2 separate regions of the Sus scrofa genome follow, and region 1 is linked to region 2. Evidence: chromatin contacts called from public Hi-C data. All regions are on one chromosome and are shown on one strand. The core of a region is the stretch at or near the end of the contact, and the rest is flanking DNA. Distances in the headings are between cores, read along the strand shown.

Evidence for each region. Hi-C and Micro-C count contacts between places; a contact is called where the count stands out from the background.
Region 1: a Hi-C map of omental adipose tissue shows a contact between it and region 2, with 7 times the contacts expected there. The contact joins two enhancer-like sites. A contact is called at or near these places in 4 of 47 Hi-C or Micro-C datasets (mesenteric adipose tissue, omental adipose tissue, retroperitoneal adipose tissue and 1 more).

The regions. Positions count from the first base shown.
Region 1 is chr8:32,248,700-32,251,399 of Sscrofa11.1, reverse strand. All of the region lies in intron 1 of APBB2 (amyloid beta A4 precursor protein-binding family B member 2), which reads left to right. Among named protein-coding and RNA genes, the nearest start is that of APBB2, 52 kb to the left of the region's middle. Within about 2 kb of position 1,324, at least 28 of the 83 cell types and tissues checked have an H3K27ac peak or open chromatin away from gene starts, as enhancers often do. A contact at or near this core is called in omental adipose tissue, where this site is marked.
Region 2 is chr8:11,101,452-11,104,151 of Sscrofa11.1, reverse strand. The region is part of intron 1 of CD38 (CD38 molecule); the gene reads right to left. Among named protein-coding and RNA genes, the nearest start is that of CD38, 19 kb to the right of the region's middle. Within about 2 kb of position 1,316, at least 2 of the 83 cell types and tissues checked have an H3K27ac peak or open chromatin away from gene starts, as enhancers often do. A contact at or near this core is called in omental adipose tissue, where this site is marked.

The DNA of each region.
Region 1 (2,700 bases), core at 75-2,574, about 21 Mb before region 2:
GTGAACGGACGCTCCACAAAATCCAGACCGTGGGAAACCCTACAGGACCACTGACCTGGCTTCTTCCGTGAATATATTGTTAGAGAAAAGAGAGACAGAGATGAAGAGCCAACCTAGAGGTTAAAAGAGACTTAGAAAATATATCAACCAGTTGCAGTGTAGACACTATAGATAGATTCTGATTCAAACAGACTGTTAAAAAAAAAAAAAAAAAAAGACAATTGGGGGAGTTTGAGCACTGATGAGAGAACTGATGCTAAGAAATTATGGGAGTGTTGCTGTGGCACCGCGGGATCGGAGGCGTCCCTGCAGCACCAGGACAGAGGTTTGATCCCCAGTCCAGCACAGTGGGCTCAAGGGTCCTGTGGCACAGCTGCGGCGTAAGTCACAACTCCGTCTCAGATCTGATCCCTGCCCTGGGAACTCCATATGCTATGGGGCGGCCGAAAAAGAAAACAAAAATGATGATTAGTTTTTATAGAAATGATAATGTCAGTGAGCTTATGCTTTAGAGTATCATTAATGATAAGAGACAATGTACTGAAATATCTGTGGATGGAAGGAGGTGATGCCTGGAGTTTACCTCCAAACACCCTGGAGTTGGCGGAGGTGGTGGAGGGGAAGTAGGTGGGTATGGAGAGCAAACTAGATTGGGTGAGTTGGTAGTTGTTGAAGCTGGGTCCTGGGTGTATGGGGATTCATTCATTTTTTTCTGCTTTGTTATGTGTTTGAAAGTTTCCATATTAAAAGGTGTGAAATAAAGTAAGAGATAAAACATGAATCTCGTTTGTAAAGGACTGAAGGATGTGAAACTGGCATTTGGGGGGCTCAGGTTCTAGCCCTGGCCCATTTGGCAAGGACCTGTATGACTTGAGTCCTCCATTCAGCACTCTGGGCCTCACAGACTCCCCTGAGTGAGTTCACTGGGTGGGTCCCTGTTGCCTCTAGTCCCTGGAAAGCTGCTCTTTGGAGAGAGACTTGGGGCCCACACTCGGGAAGAAAGGGTCTGGCATCCAGGTGCCATGTCTGTACAGGGCATGGTTTCACTCCAGCTGTGTGTTTGCCAGATCCTTTCTCCACACGTGTCATCTCCTTTTCTCCAGGGAAGCTGGTGGCATTCTGTGATGTGCATTGTTATTGTAAGTTGATAGAATTTCAGACAGAGAGCAAAGCAGTGCCCTGTCATTAGGTGGGACATTTAAGTGCTACATGTGTAGTGACTAAGCGGAGCTCAGGCTCTGGAGCTCAGCTTCTAGAGCCAGCTTCACCACAAGTTGTGTCCCCTGGACCAGGGACTTCACCTACCTTCCTAACAGGGTTGTTGTGAGGATTCAGTGAGCCAGTGTAGGTGGTGTGCTTTGAACAGTGCCTGGCACATGGTAACAGCTCAGTAAGTGGCAGAGGTCATTTTTGCTGGCCCCAGTCGTTTTGCTTATATCTGGGATTTCTAGTTCTAAGAGGCTGTCGAGGCTTAAGGACATTCCGTGTCTTCCTGGTTCTGTCCCTCTCTCGGGGTTGGAAGCACACTGGAGCGCTCGCCGCCGCCCATGGGGGGTGAGTGGGAGAACAGGGTAACCCCGGAAGGCAGCTAGTGACGGGGACTTGCCTCCGAGAGGTCATCCCGTCCGCCTGGCACTTGGATGCTGATGGCCGAGATGCTGAGGGATTTGGTGAGGTGACCCTGGCGGGGCTGAGGAGAATCTGGTCCCCTGGCTGCTGGTTTTTTCTGTGCACGTGCTCAGCTTCCTGACGTCTCCTCTGACGTCCTCCCCGATGCCTGGGGTGCAGTGCGGAGGGAGAGATTCTCCCCATCTTTCCGGTCTGTCTAGTATTTAAGAAAAACCATTGCCTCTGTTGGGAAGGAGAGTCTGGTAATGGCCTGGCCCTGGAGGGCGGGAGACGGGAGGGAGCCTGGTGCGCTTCCTTCAGCCTTCTGACTAATCGCTTAAGCAGCAGAGCTCCCGTCACTTCCTTGCTGATCTCAGACCCTTGTCCTCCCATCCAGGCCGCCAGCCCCTGGCAGCCCTCACATGCTGCGTCTGAATCATCTCTCCATCCTTGTTTTTCATCCTTGATGTTTCCCAGTAAGCAGCATTGTTTCTCCAGCACCCACATAGCAGCATCCTGTGAATTTTTTTTGCCCTTAAGCCTTTTGCTTCCCTCCTTAATGTTATTTCTTGATTGCCTTCATTTTCTTTGGATGCTTCTATTTATTTTCTGTTCATTAGGCTGAAAATAGGTTTACAAGCTTCTCGTCTTTATTCTAGGAATGAGATTCCAGTTTATAGATTATCCACATCCCTTCGCTTTTTCTGCAGCTTTGAGGCGCTTGATAGCGCATGGAAATTTCCTAATAACAAGAAAAGTAAATATGAGACTTGACAGAGTCCATAGCAATTTTATAGAGAAAATAAAGAAAATAACAGACTAGACTTAAAGAGTTGAGAAGGCAGGAGTTCCTGTCATGGCTCAGGGATTAATGAATCTGACTAGGAACCATGAGGTTGCTGGTTCGATCCCTGGCCTCGCTCACTCTGTCAAGGATCTGGCGTTGCCGTGAGCTGTGGTGTAGGTCGCAGACGCAGCTCGGATCCTGTGTTGCTGTGGCTGTGGCTTAGGCCGGAGGCTACGGCTCCGATTAGACCCCTAGCCTGGGAAACTCCATATGCCATGGGTGCAGCCCTAGAAAAAGACAAAAAC
Region 2 (2,700 bases), core at 67-2,566:
ATCCCATGTTGCTGTGACTGTGGTGTAGGCTGCCAGCCATAGCTCCGATTAGACCCCTAGCCTGGGAGCTGCCACATGCCGTGGGTGCAGCCTTAAAAAGTATTTTTAAAAACCCCAAAAACCAAAAAACAAAACCACTGAAAAGCTTGGTGATCTAGACAAACTTTGCACTTTAAAAGAACATGAAAAGGCGAGTCACCAAGTGAAAGAAGTTTCAGGATACATCTGACCAAGGACTTTTCTGCAGAATACATAAACCGCCTACAACTCAGTGAGAACAAAAACTTACCTAATTTTTTCTGCAGATTGGCAAAAGATTTGACTACATACTTCAATAAGACCATGAGACAATGTTCAACATTATTAGTCACGAGGGAAAAGCAATTCAAAACCATCATTACCACACAACTGCAAACCCACCAGAAGGGCTAACATGTAAAAGCCTGACAGTAAGAAGTTTAATAAGGATGCGTAACACCTAGAATATTCATACGCCAATGGTGAACATCAAAACCATACAATTACCTTGTAAAACAGTTTACCAGTTTCTTAAATAGCCAAACCACATGGCTCAGCTTCTAGACATTTACCCAAGAAAAACGAAACCACATGTCCACACAGTAACTTATATATTAAACTCCGTAGAGGATTTATTTACTCATAATGTTCAAAAAATGAATACAAAAAAAAAAGTGAATGCAAAACAAATGGATGGACAAATTGGGATATATACACACTATGGACTACTACTCAGCAATAAAAAGGAAGAAACTACTTTTTTTTTTTCATCTTTTTAGGGCTACACCTGAAGCATATGGAAATTCCCAGGCTAGGGGTTGAGCTGGAGCTGCAGCTGCCAACCTATGCCACAGCCACAGCAACAGCACCACAGGATCCGAGCCACATCTGCGACCTATACCACAGCTCGTGGCAGTGCTGGATCCTTAACCCACTGAGTAAGGCCAGGGATTGAACCTGCATCCTCATGGATACTAGTCAGGTTCATTACCGCTGAGCCACAGTGGGAACTCCCAGGGAAGAAACTATTAACATACACAAAAACGTGGGTGAATTACAAAAACATCCTGCCAAAACCATGAAAGAGGCCAAAGACAAAAAGAGCACATAGTCTATGACTCTGTTTACATAGATGTTTTAAAAAAGTAAACTGATATAACAGGAAGTAGAGACACATTATTGGGTGTTAGGACATCAGTTATTTAGACAATGTGGAAATGGTATAAACAGACCATAAACCAGGTTAGAGCCCAGAAATGAACTAGTAAACCTGATATGCTACAGAAGTGACACTACAAAGCCCTTGATATAGGATAGATGATTTGATAATTAGTACTCACACAACTGACTATCCATCCGTAGGAAAAAAAGTGAAATTAGGTTCCTACCTTAACACCACACACAAAGATACATTCCAAATAGGTAAAACACTTAATTTCAAGATACAAACGCCACAACCATAAAAGATAAATATGATCATATTAAAATCTTCAGTAAAACAAGGGACCCACTAAATAAAGTCAAGAGCCAAGGAGTTTCCCGGCGGCATGCGGGGTTAAGAACCTGCTGTCACTGCAGTAGCTCCAGTTTGATCCCTGGCCCTGGAACTTTCACATGCCATGGATGCAGTCCAAAAAAAAAAAAAGAAAAGAAGAAGAAAAGGAAAACAGTCAAACCACCTACTGGGAGAATATATTTGTAATTCACACAACTGACAAAAAAGTTAGAATCCTAAGTGTGTAAAGAAGAGAGGCAATTTAATACAAAAAAAAAAAAGGCAAAAGACAAAGAGGCATTTCACAGAAGAAATCAGAAGGACCCATATATGCATTTAAAAAATGATCAGTTGTGTTTGTAATCAGGGAAAGATTAAGCCCACAAAGAGACAGGCAAAACTGTTTGACAATTCCAAGTGACAGTGAGGAGGTACCAGAACAAGGAAATTCACGCTGCTTCTGTGAAAGGAAATTGATACCACAAATCTGGAGATCGGTGTGGCCATATGTTACGTGGCAGATATCATTGCTTCCCAAGCTACATAGATACACCTCCCCCTTAATTCCCTATTGGCAAAGCATGTTTCCTATCAGAGAGATTCCAAATACCAAATACTCACTTCGCCAGCCTCCTTTACAGTTTGGGGAGTCAAGTGACCCAATTCCGGCTAATGACATTCAAGGGAAAGCACGGAGGTAGCTGAGGGAGGGCTTCTTATTCCCTGAGAGTTCCCTTCGAGGCTCAGCAGTTAAAGAACTAGACTAGGATCCATGAGGATGCAGGTTCCATCCCTGGCCTCACCCAGTGGGTTAAGGATCCAGTGTTGCTGTGGCTGTGGTGTAGGCTGGCAGCTGTACTCTGATTCCACCCCCCCCCTCAGCTTGGGAACTTCCATATGCCACAGGTGCAGCCCTAAAAAGCAAAAAAAAAATTTTTTTTAAATGTTGTTCCCTGATGAAGAGACACATGAGGAGGGTCCTCTTGCCCATCCTCCTGCTCTCTGTTCCCAGATATCATTCTATGAGGATGTAATGGCTGGAGCAGCAGCAATCATCTTGTGACAAGAAGCTCAAGGACAGCTTGGAAGAGAAGCTCAAGGATGTATTATTATACGACACAGGGAATGCAGTCAATATTTTGTAAACACTTGGAAATGGAAAGTAACCTTTTAAATTGCATAAATGT